Regions from separate parts of the Triticum aestivum genome. Here region 1 is linked to region 2. Evidence: chromatin contacts called from public Hi-C data. All regions are on one chromosome and are shown on one strand. Each heading gives the region's core, a stretch centred on a gene start, on an enhancer-like site or on the middle of the called end of the contact. The rest is flanking DNA. Distances are from core to core; before and after follow the strand shown.

The links. Hi-C and Micro-C count contacts between places; a contact is called where the count stands out from the background.
Region 1: a Hi-C map of leaf shows a contact between it and region 2, with 3 times the contacts expected there. The contact joins the promoter of LOC123093156 here to the promoter of LOC123093154 in region 2. A contact is called at or near these places in 2 of 5 Hi-C or Micro-C datasets (both in leaf).

The regions. Positions count from the first base shown.
Region 1 is chr4B:539,115,578-539,121,774 of IWGSC CS RefSeq v2.1, forward strand. LOC123093156 (inositol-3-phosphate synthase) reads right to left here and starts at 4,819. Exons shown (of 10, transcript XM_044515069.1): 1 at 4,301-4,819; 2 at 3,330-3,398; 3 at 3,082-3,217; 4 at 2,561-2,808; 5 at 1,937-2,163; 6 at 1,746-1,861; 7 at 1,482-1,658; 8 at 1,201-1,389; 9 at 1,039-1,101; 10 at 461-947. The coding sequence starts at 4,488. The coding sequence ends at 828.
Region 2 is chr4B:538,665,577-538,672,127 of IWGSC CS RefSeq v2.1, forward strand. It overlaps LOC123093154 (ubiquitin carboxyl-terminal hydrolase 26), which reads right to left and starts at 2,358. Exons shown (of 15, transcript XM_044515068.1): 1 at 2,070-2,358; 2 at 1,740-1,866; 3 at 1,039-1,635; 4 at 292-547; 5 at 1-173. The coding sequence starts at 1,819.

The sequences.
Region 1 (6,197 bases), core at 3,569-6,068, 450 kb after region 2:
AGGCATGGGCACCGGTTTTCACGAAGGCATGGGCACTGGTGACTAACAGTGGGGTGGTCAGTGTCATTGAGAGAGCATGGGAGAGGAGAATAGAGTGAGAAGAACTTAGTGAGAGTGAGCCGGCTCGGGTCGTTTTGACACGGTTAGAACGGGCTAGCTAATGTTCGTCAGCGGGCGCGCCATCAGTCGGCGGCTGACGTTGGGCTGACAGATGGGCCCTCCTTGTCATAAATGGCACTAAAACCTAGCCATTCCACCACTAGTGCCTTTTAATACAACGGACTAATTTTGTGATAGTTCTATAGTTTTTTTGGAGAAGTGGTAGTTTTCCGGATTCCAGGCCTGAATTGTGGTAATTTTATGCTATTTACTTGATTTTCCGCTTGCATCTTCGAAGCAGTACTGCTCGCCGTCCCTGAACGACCTTGAGGTGACATGATAAAAGCACACAACTCGCCGGTGAACCGATTGGAAGTTCCATATACTAGTAGTACATACTACTAATTAACTTACAAAACACGAACAGAGGGAGTGGACTAACTTAGCTAACACGCACCCTCCTCCCTCCACATCATCCAACACCATGGAGTCCATGAGAAGCTACCAAGACGCAGAGACTTGGGAGAGAGCCGAAATAGTCTCGCAAGGACACACACTCACTGGGGTAAACTTAACCAGGGAAAGATTCGCAAAGGAAACTAAAGACAAGCCGCCAAATAATTCCACAGCCGATCTCGCCTTCTTCTTCGTCCTGCCCTCCCGTCGCCCCTCGCCACTTGCTACGTACGTACGGTCGCTCTCGGCTCCGCGAGCTTGGGCCACGCTCCTCACTTGTACTCCAGGATCATGTTGTTCTCGGGCGCCAGGCCGACACACGCCCTCATGATGTTCTCCAGCATCGCCCTCTGCTTCGCCAGGGCGTTCACCACCGGCGTGCCAGGAGGAACCTGTTAACAGAGGAATTCAGTGGCACGTCAGTTAATCGTCTTTATTTATCTATAGGTTATTTAGAGCAAACAGTCGAGAATTGTTTCTTACCAGGGGTGCCTTGGTGAGGTAGCTCAGGATGGTGGCAACCGGATGGAAGGAATGGAACTTGTCCTGCACAAATGCAAGTGGAGCAGCGAAATCTTCAGTTTGGCTCCCAAAGTATATCTCGACTACAGAGTAGACTAGCAACATATCTCGTCAGACTCTTACCTCTCCCTCGGCCTTCAGCTGAATCCTGGTGCTGAGCTCCGCCAGGAGCACCAGATCAAGAATGATGGGTGCAGCGAGGAGCGAGTCCTCGCAGGTGTTGTGCAGCACGATGGTGCTCTTGCCCCCCATGAAGATCTCCGAGGTGTACTCGTCCATGGCCCTCTTGCTGTCTCCAACGTATGGCACGTACTGCAAAAGAACGGTGAAGCCTCAGTATATAATTCCAAGTTTTTGCACCAACAGTCATCTGTCCGTGGAAGGTGAGAGACAGATCGACAGACCTTGATCACGACGACGTGGTCAGGATGCTCCCCGGGCTCGTAGAGGATAGCATTGCTCGAGACCATGTCATCCACCACATTGCTCTTGGAGATCTCCTTGGAACGGAATGTCTGCGGTGCGGATAGGTTCATCCCGTCGTTATTCCCAAGATGGTTGTAGCTGACAATTGAGGTGGGCTACAAGAACAGAAACCACATATGTTTATGCTTCGTAACAGAGAAATGTCTGTGTATACATGTGTTCAGTTGACAGTTGATTGTTACCTTGATTCCAGCACCAACAAGGAAGTCGACCAAGACGGATTTCATCTTGGTCTGGCCACTCTTGAAATCATCGCCACCAATCAGGCAGTTGTTCTTAATAGCAAGATCAATCAGCCCTGCACAAAAGAAACTAACATAAGCCTGCAACCAGACACTATATACAGGTACAGTCAGCAGAGCAAGCTACACACCAGGCACAAAGGTGTTCTGAGGGCTCCCGTTGATGAACGGGACGCCCTCCATGACACAGGCAATGGCATACAGTGTTGATGGGGATATCTCTGCCTCGTTCTTGTCCACAGACGCCAAGAGGTTCTCCATCGTGTCATTAAGCCCAACAGAGACGTTGCTGTACCTTTCAGTGTTTGCCGTCCAAAGCACCACTACCTTGTCGACCTTGTTCTTCTCCTTGAACTCCCTATTTCATTAAGCCATATGAGGGCGCAAATTTAAAAGTTGATGAAGTTTTCAGCATGGAATGTTGAAACTAACAAGGACTGGTGGAGTAACATTTTTATGAGTAACTCGGCTTAAAATTTAATTTCAGTAGAACGACCCTTCGTGGAGTCCAATCATACAAAAGCCGGTGGCTATAGAGAATTTGTCCAATCATACAAAAGCCACTGGCTGTAGAGAATTATGCATATAGAATCATACCAGTTAAGTAATGTTATTGTTTTAAGCATATTCGCAGTGGTTATAGAGAATTATCCATATTCAATCATGTGTGCTCACGCACCAAACTCAGAGTTTTATTTATTCTACTCTCAAATGTTGGAATATATGTCAAGTTGTATACGTGCATATCTGTATACCTTATGTCTTTGATAATCTGCTCCATCTGCTCTTTCTTTGTGCCCTTGATGACATTGCTAGCCCGGGAGCCCTGGTTGGCAGCGATGAAGTCCGGGTCATAGATGCCGGGGAGCGGCACGATGGACTCCATGTAGGGCCTGAGCTGCTTCTGCAGGTCAATGTCCAGCACCTTGGCCCTGGTCATAGCATCAGCCAGGTTCATGCTGCTAATGTCCCAGCCACCAAACACAAGATCATCTGGGTTTACCTGAAAAATCATTCTAACACCGTCAGAATAGGATCTGCAGCCAACTGGAAGTCTGGAACATATACAGTCAACAGAGCCCGTAGCATTTTGACCGGTACAATGACAACATCATGGCACATATACACAATTTTCTCTACTAAAATGGTTCACTGTTATCATTTTTTGCATGACTTGGCTGCCCTTCAACCAACATTAAATCAGCACATGCAGCATCAAATTGGAACCGGAGGCAGTATTTTTCACATAGCAATATCTTTTTGATTTTGGTATTACCATGGGCAGGAGGCTCTTGAAGGGCGCATAGATCTCCTCTCCGTTGTAGCTCCCGACCCTGATGGTGGAGGCCTGGGTGAGGGACCCAAAGTAGTTGGCCTGCTGCACCTTGTCCTTGGTCGCCCATGAGATCCCCCTAAATTAATTGAACTCACCATCAGTCTCAAATGAGACATGCACTACTGTAGAGCAGAAAGAATCAAGATTATAGTATAACGATGGAAGCAACGTGGATGGCGACAACTTACTCCCTGTTGGCGATGACCCCAGCCATGAGTGTGGAGCCATTGTTGCCGCCCCACCCCACGAGCATCACCCTGTACCACCAAAAACAGAGTTAAAAGGATTACCACAAATAATCAGCGTCTTCTGTCGACAAGTGGCTCATACTACACTGCACGTAGCCAACATGCATTGCAATACCCAATATATACTACGAGTAGATGTAGATGAAAATAAAGAGAAAATCAGAAAACCTGGGGAAACAAACAAATGCATGGGATCAGAGTAGCAGTAAATTATGCCTGGTCAGGCTGACATACTCTGGCCTTTCTCAAAAGAAAAAGGCTGACATCTTATTATACTGTACCAGGTGGAGTCAAAAACCCTGTTCTGAATTCTCATCTAAAAAATACAGAGTAGTCTGTTCTGAATCTTAAATATTACGAGCTCACGTGCACATGCGACAGGCGAAAAACTAGTAGATCGGGGAAAGCATGTCGTATTACGGAGATGGGTTTGGTCGGATAGCCGATCTGTAAGCGATAATCCAAAACCGAACAGCATCTTGCAGACGACAACGAAAGCATCGCATTCTCTCAAAAAGTCGAAAATGAGACCGTTCGTTTGGCTCCTGCCGTCCATTGATTCTCCTCTCTTGGCAAGGAAACAATACCAAAAAGAAACGAAAACGAAAACAGAATCCAACACTAGAGGTTGACAGCGATCCGAGAACGACCTAGCCCCACAAGCGTCAACGACGGCCGGCGAAGTTCCGAATGGAACACAGGTCGCACTGATCTTGACAGGACCGAATTAAATTAACTAAATAAATCAGGAGATAATTAAGAGAAGGGCTGAGTTACTGAAACACCGCGACTGAGTGACTGATCTTGACACGACAGAATCTAAAGGATTAAACTAGGTTTTATACAGAAGATAAGAGAAGCACTGCGCGCGCGTATGAAGGGAGGGGAGGAGAGGAGCGTTGGTTACCGACCCGAGCTTGGGGACGGTGGTGTTGGTCTTGAAGTGGTAGTTGACGGACTTGGGGCGGACGACCCACTTGGAGGCGCCGTCGTGGCTCTCGTGCACCAGCTCCGTGGTGTCGTAGCGGTACTCCGACTCGATCTCCCCCGCGCCGTACCGCACGTTCGGGCTCTCCACGCGGAAGCTCTCGATGAACATCTTGGCAACGCAAGATCGATCTCTCCCTCTCTTTCCTGCAAACTGTTGGAGTGAGAGAGAGAGAGAGAGGTTTTCGAGTGCGGTGGTAGGGGGGCTGGAGTGAATTGTGTGTGATCTGCGGTGGGTAGGCGGGCGGGGGTGGGGAATTTATAGCGGGTTAGGCGGCCACGTGGTTTCGCTGGGGTCCACGCCGAAGGTGCCAGTGCCAGGCGGGGCGGCGGCGAGACAGCTTGGCCACCGGGGATAGCCGGCGGCGGGCTGGGGTGGCGGAGGGCGGAAGGGAATGGCAGCCGAGGAGAGGCTCGAAGAGGAGGAAGGGACGCGATGGGCCGATGAGGGAGGTATCGACCGCACTTCTTTCTCTCTTTTCTGCGAGGACGGAGGGAGGAACACAGTTACGATTTTCCACTCCAAAAATCGCAAAAATGCTATGCCCACACAGATTGGTGTGCTGCGAGGCAGAGGCGTCACATGCACACAGTAGCCGCGCGCACTCTGCGTCTGCCGGTGCCGGTGCCGGTGCCGGTACCAGGCGCCGGGATCATCAACGATTCCGTGGACACGGGCACGCGAGATAGATAGTAGATTCCAAACGATTCTGCAATTCCGACGAACTGCGAGGGGCGAAACGCGAGACTCCGCGAATGATTCCGCGGTCCGCTGCGCCCGGCGCGGGCGCGGCTGGGAGCGGGCCCAGTGAGTCGCGACGGCCCACGGTCGCACGGCGGAGCCAGCGGCGGGGCCCCAACTCCTTCCCAAGTGGCGCTCTCTGCTCCGTGGTGCTCGTGGGCGCCGTCACGTGGCCAACCGCCACCCGGTCGTGGCGGATGCTCCTGGAAACGCCTCACACACACGTCCTTCCCCATGGAGCATAGACACGGTCCATGGGCGCGCTGCACAACACGCCATGTGGTGTGGTGTCAGCGGCGGCGGGGAGCCACCGCTCCAAGCTCGTGCGTTGTCAGTGCGATCCAGTCCCGAGAGCAGGCGCGGGTCCCCGGGGAAACACGAAATTGTTGTCCTTGCATGCAAATGGCCCTGTCCTTGCATGTAAGACTCTCGGGAATCTTCGGGCGCTAGCGGCCAGTGCGTTCTAGGCTCCTCTCTTCTCGTCAGATCTGCTGGGGGTTGGCACCACTTTTGCTATGGCTCAACCAAGGCAATATGCCCTAGCACAAAGATGAGTAAGTTTGTCTGCCAACCCGCAAAAAAAAGGTAAGTTTGCTTGCCCTAGCTACAAGTACAAGCTCAGAGAGATTGTATGGTGATATGCCTTCGTGCAACTTTCAGAAGTGTTAGGTTCTATAGATTCTTTGCGTGGCAAGCTAAAATCCGGACGACTACAGATTGTACAACCAGTATTGCCAAACATGGCCCATAGGACAGTGACCGGTCATCATCCATTTGTCCTCACCCACGTGCTTCTTAAATCCATACAATCTATGCAACTACGTAAATAAGCAACACAACGTCGATCAAAACTACATATAGCACAATCCGACCCAAAAAAACAAAGTCCATCGGACAATGTTCAAGGGACATAATTCATCACGGGATGAATTAAACTTGGTAGAAAATAAACTAGATAGGTGGAGTATGACGCGAATTTTTGGGACATGATGCCACGCGAGGATGTTATCCTGACCAACGATTGTTGCCATGCGATTCACACTTAATATAGTGCTTAACTGGATACTGTGGCAATACTA
Region 2 (6,551 bases), core at 1,108-3,607:
CTTTCATCCTTTATATGTGCCACATAGTGACCACTATTAGCAGCACTACCCTTATGAATCAAAATAGCAGCCAGGTCATAAATGTAATTAGATGAAGGATCCGACAACCGCTTCCCCATATCTAGCTGTCCCGGAAAACTGAATGATGAAGAAATCTTTTTCTTCGTTGTTGTCTGCGGAGGAAATAAATTAGTAAATTTCTTCCACACAAATCAAGAAATCACATACAAGACAGAAGCAGGAGCAACAGATAGCACAAAACTATGAACAAGCTTGAATCAGAGTAATCACCTTTGGTAGGAATACATATCGCTTCAGCTGAAAATTAACAACAGGAGGAAGCGAGCGAAGTTTTATACAACGGGTGGCGTCTACCCTTTTCTGACATGACTCGCAGGAATATTGGTTCTCCCCATTCAGTGCCTCCACGCTCAAATAGTCATCCAGACTTTCCTCTAAATTACTTAAACCTTTAATATTCAGCTCCAGTTCATAGAAGTCTTCCATTTTTGAAGATGCTTCAGAATCCCTTCCACATGATGAACACCTTAAGCGTATGATAACCAACATCAGTCCTCCAAAAAATTAATGAGTACAAATGAACTAACATATCATATTGTCATTCATTTTGGTATGTGCAAGCTGTGTGAATTAGAAATTGTGAATGCACTCAGTGGTCAATCCAATTAAAAAATCAAAGATATGTACCTGAGCACATAGCTTGACCTAAGTACAAGATCCAGCAAAACAGGACTCTCAAGTTCAAAAAAAAAAATCATACCCAGCTAACTATTTTGTTGCTGTTTGACAAGATAACCAGCTTGTTATTATAATCACAAACTAAGATATTTTTATAGTAATTCTGTAGCGGCAGAACATCGCAAGACAATAAAACACAGTGTATGCGAGCAAACAGGAGCATACAAGGCAAACACGATATGGTAATATTGGGAAGATAAACCTTCTAACTTAAAGTTCAGATCCATTCAGTTCCCAAAATAAATCTTGAGAAAAGCACTAATTTAGGCATTTACCTACCGAGTCACATGCGACACACTTCCACGAAATAAATCTTGCACAATAGTTTTCGCAACAGCAACCTTGGAGTAACTTAACGAACGCTCGAGCAGAGACAAAAACAAGGTGAGAAATTCGTGACTGTCCTGCTGGACACCGTTGTCTAGTTCCAAGGTCTTGATGAAAGGTGCTGAATCAATGAAAGCCATTTTGCTGGAGTGTAGCTGCGCAAATAATCGAGCCAGCTGATCGAGAACAGGTTGCTTCTTCAAGATGTCTGGCTCTAGCGAGAAAATGCCTGAACGGAAGGAAGTGTTCATATAGAGGCACTGAAGTATGCTGTTAGCATAACATGTCGCGCCCAGATTAGTCAATCCAGCAGGCGTCTCGGTGGAAGCACGGAGGTCCTTGGATGGGTCAGGGCCGAGGCCACTGACATGCTCGCCATTTTTCTGCCAGAGGCCAGTCTTCCTCGCCCCACCGGTGGTGGGGATCAACCCGCAGAAACAATTGGGTGAGTCCTTGGTGTTCCCATGGCAGCCCTGGCAAACCGGCTTCCACACACTATAAAGTTGCCTAATATCATCTTGAGTGATGGCGCCCGTAGAATGTATCCTCCTGCATAACAGGCAAGCACCCCAAGCAAAAAACATGTCAGCAACAGAAACACATTGAAATCTCACCCTTCACCCTAGCAATGGGGAAAGGCAATGTACACATACTTGAGAGCAGCATAAGACGGGCTCGCAGACTCATCGGCGTGTGGCCTCTTGTTCTTATTGCGGGTGTTGTGCCTGTTCATTGTACCATCCACTGAGCGCCAAGCGAAACCTCCAGTTGCTCTCCCTGCTGCGGAAACAACAGAAGCCAGAGCATTAGCGCGTCGGCGTCGGGGGCGGAAGGAACGAGGAGCATTGGGGTCAGTTCGAACCCTAAATTTCGTGGGAAACAGGCTGCTATCACTACTCCACCAAACAGCAAACGAATCCGCAAGAAAAAAGGGAAAATCGATGGATTTAACAGATAAAGGGCGTTTGGATTGGAATGCTTACCGCGAAGGGAGGAACAGATCAGGCTCTCCAGGCAATCCGAAGCAGGCTAGGGTTCGTCACGAGCAGGAAAAATCAAATCCAAGCCCTGATGGATCTCTGCTCCACGCCGGTCCGGTCCAGTAGAGCGGCGGCGGCGGCGGCGGAGGGGGATGGGGAGAGACGAATCCCTTGGAGGTGGCGGTCGGCGGTGGAAGGGCAGAGGGGCGGAGAGGGTTTCCTTCGATGACCCCCGCCGCGAGCTGGAAGGGGATGAAAAGAAGCTGATCTGCTTTTTGGTTTCAGAAGAGCCGAGTGACGTGCCGCATGTTTTTATTGGGTCGGGCTGCACCCATGGGCTTGGGCGCTTGGCATCAGAGTCATGGGCTGGGAGCACGGGGATAGCACAGGACGGACGGTAAACCGTGGAGATGGAATGTTTTCTTTTGCTGGAATGGAAATGGAATAATTTGCCTCTTCAACTTCAAGGCTTCTGCAGATCCATGGCGACATTCCCATACAGCGCACGGCGTCGAGATGTGTAGGTGATTTGCTGAACGAGGAAATGACAGAGCACATTATGGCAAACTACACGGCAGCGGATGCTTGTCATGAGTCACGCGGGATTTTACACCATTTCTTGTGATTTTGTGGTTAATATGGCGAGCTCGGTAAGGATTATCCCTGGCAAGTTCTGAAGCCTTCTAGTACATTTATTTTTATCAAGCGGTTAATTGCATATTTATAAATTATTTACGTTGCAAAATCAAAGACAGTATGATTTATCCGGTAGTTCACTATATATGTATACTCAACCAAAGGAATCAAAGGAAAGATTAGTTGCTTGGTCCACGAAGAAGAAGAGGAGCTCCCACCCGAGGTGGGTGAAGATCAACCTAGATAGTAGCATTCTTATGTTTCCAAAAAAAGATTGTCAGTTAAGTCTATCCACTCTCCGCGTTAAAGATGAAGCGAAAATACTACTATAAGAACATCCCAAGTGAAGGCGGCCATATCTATGTGAGTTATGTCTCTAAGAAGGTATATATTGAATTTCAAACAATCAAAGCGGAAACAATTGTGTGGCGTCAATGAAAGGTCTTCAGTTAAAGCTATTGATGAACTTGTTTGTGATTCCACACGTCATAAATTGTCAAAAAAAAATATGACATTTTTTATAGAAAAACATAACAACTAAGAAAAAATCATAACGGTTCATAAAACCAAACTTAAGCATAGAAGCATACATAGATTCATATACGGAGAGAAGTACATACGTATCACCAAGATTCATACCTAACTGTTTAATAAAACGGAAAAATAGCAGTTCATCACCACAAGTCCAAAAGATGCACTCCTAATCCTTGTTGCTTGTTCTGGATGCAGGTCAAGAATAGAGAATTCTCATCCACCTACTCCTTGTTGCTGATTGTGGGTGCAGATTGGCCCTTATCCTTGCCCAATAAATGATCTCATCAAAAGTGCGGCTTATTCCATTGGGAACACCTCATGAAACTCTTGCATGTTCCAGGCTTCCAAGATCATGTTAGACAACTGGTGGTGGTACTCCAACAAGTATCCAGTGGCGTCGGGGCCCTCTCAGCTCGCCTCTAATCCCTATTCGCCTAAGCTCTCTACGACCGCACCCTAGCAGCCCTCATGTCCACAACCTCCTCATCTTCGTCTGTCACCTCTCATAGGTTAGGATCCATCTTCCTAGAGTGCTTGCTCACTAGGGTTCTAGGCTGTTGGTTGGAGGCTGAGGGGGAAGTCATAGGGTTGTGTTTGTGGTAAGGGTGAGAGGGGTGGATTTTATTGACACCAGGGCAGGCTAGGTCCTGCGTGGTTGAAAGTGCAACTAATCCCTGGGTGGTTTTGGTAATTCTTAACAACTTACTCATTTTCTGAGAGAGAACCACCTACTCATGTGTTGAGGCCAAGATATTCCAATCCTACCATATGAATCTTGATCTCTAGCCTTCCCCAAGTTGCTTTCCACTCAAATCATCTTTCCACCATAGCCAAATCAGTGAGAGAGAGTTGAGTGTTGGGGAGACTATCATTTGAAGCACAAGAGCAAGGAGTTCATCAACAACACACCATCTATTACCTTTTGGAGAGTGGTGTCTCCTAGATTGGTTATATGTCACTTGGGAGCCTCCGTCGAGATTGTGGAGTTGAACCAAGGAGTTTGTAAGGGAAAGGAGATCGCCTACTTCGTGAAGATCTATCCTAGTGAGGCAAGTCCTTCGTGGGCGATGGCCATGATGGGATAGACAAGGTTGCTTCTTCGTGGACCCTTCGTGGGTGGAGCCCTCCGTGGACTCGCGCAACTGTTACCCTCTGTGGGTTGAAGTCTTCATCAACGTGGATGTACGATAGCACCACCTATCAGAACCACGCCAAAAATCTTTGTGTCAACATTGCATTTGCTCCCTCCAAACTCCTCCCATTTACTTTCTTGTAAGTTGCATGCTTTACTTTCCGCTGCTCATATACTCTTTGCATGCTTGCTTGAATTGTATTGTGATTGCTTGACTTGTGCTAAGTTGCTAAAATCTACCAAGAACTAAAATTGGGAAAAGGTTAAGTTTTTATTTGGTCAAGTAGTCTAATCACCCCCCCCCCCTCTAGACATACTTTCGATCCTACAAGTGGTATTAGAGCTTTGGTCTCCATTTGCCTTGATTTCCATAGCTTTGGTGATCATAGCATTGGTTTCACAACCTAGGAGAGTATGGCGTCTAGCGAGGGAAATTACCACCGTAGAGGTCCTTACTTTGGTGGTACTAATTTTGCTTGTTGGAAACATAAGATGAAAATGCATATTCTTGGACATAACCCCGTTGTTTGGGCTATTGTGTGTATTGGCTTGCAAGGTGAATTCTTTGATGGGAGAGAACCAAACCGTGAAGCTACCGCGGAAGAATTGAAGATGTTGCAATACAATGCTCAAGCTTGCGATATCCTCTTCAATGGATTGTGCCCCGAAGAATTCAACAAAATTAGTTGTCTTGAGAATGCAAAGGAAATTTGGGACACTTTGATTGATATGCATGAAGGTACCGACTCCGTTAAGGAATCCAAGTTGGATGTGCTTCAAAGCCAACTTGACAAGTTCAAAATGAAGGATGGTGAAGGTGTCACCGAAATGTACTCTAGGCTTGCTCTCATCACAAATGAGATTGCCGGCTTAGGAAGTGAAGAAATGACCGACAAATTCTTGATCAAGAAGATCTTGAGAGCCTTGGATGGAAAACATGATACTGTGTGCACATTGATCCAAATGATGCCAAATTACAAAGATCTCAAGCCAACCGAAGTCATTGGAAGAATTGTTGCTCATGAGATGTCACTCAAGGACAAAGAAGAGCTTCACAACAAGTCTAGTGGTACTTATCAAGCCTCATGTGATGCTCCTACATCATCAAATGAGAAACAAGCCTTCAATGAAGAACTGAGCTTAATGGTGAAGAACTTCAACAAATTCTACAAGAGTAGAAGCAAGGAAAGAAGTTCCAAGTCAAGGTCCTACAATGATAAAAGATCTTCTAGTCGTGAGCGAAACTGCTACAATTGTGGAAGACCCGGACACTACTCCAATGAGTGTACGGCTCCCTATAAAAGAAGAGAAGACTCACCTAAAAGAAGAAGCAAAAGGGAAGAATCACCTCCAAGAGAGAGAAGGAGTAGAGATGATCGTTATGAACGAAGAACCTCTCGAAGAAGCAAGGATTCAGAAAGGAAGGACAAGTCATCAAGGAGATACACAAAACAAAGACATCAAGCTCATGCTGGTGAATGGGTATCCGGCTCCGACTTCAACCACCACCCCGAGAGAAGTTATTACTTCGACTCCGAATATACTCAAGATGAAGGTGTTGCCGGTCTAGCACTTGTATCAACCAACTCCTACGACATATTTGATTCACCAAATGAAGGAATTGGGAGATGCTTCATGGCTAAAGGCCCCAAGGTAACACACCCCGAGTATGTTGATTTCAATAGTGATGAAGATGACTTGCTAGGTGATGATGATTTACTTGTTGACAACTCTAGTGATGAATACTATGATGAAACGTCAATTAATTATGCTAATCAATAAACAATGACAATGATAAGGAGAAGATTGAGCGTCTAACTAAAGAACTAAACACTCTTAAGTTAGCTCATGAAACTACTTTAGAAGATCATCGAGAACTTCTAAAAACTCATGAGAAGTTACGCTTTGAAAAGCTCAATCTTGAGCAAGAGCATGAGTTCTTAAAGGCCATCAATGATGATCTTCGAAAGAAAAGTTCTTCTTACATTGCCAAGCATTTACTCTTGTCTACTTACATGCCATAAGTAAAATCTAGCAACAAGAACAAGAAAGATTCTTCTTCTAGTAGTAATAATAACCATGCTAAATCCAATATTGTTGCTTCTAGTAGTTCTCTTGATTCCACTAATGATTCTCTTGGCCAAGTTACACTTGAGCAAGAAAATAGCTTATGGAAGGGAATT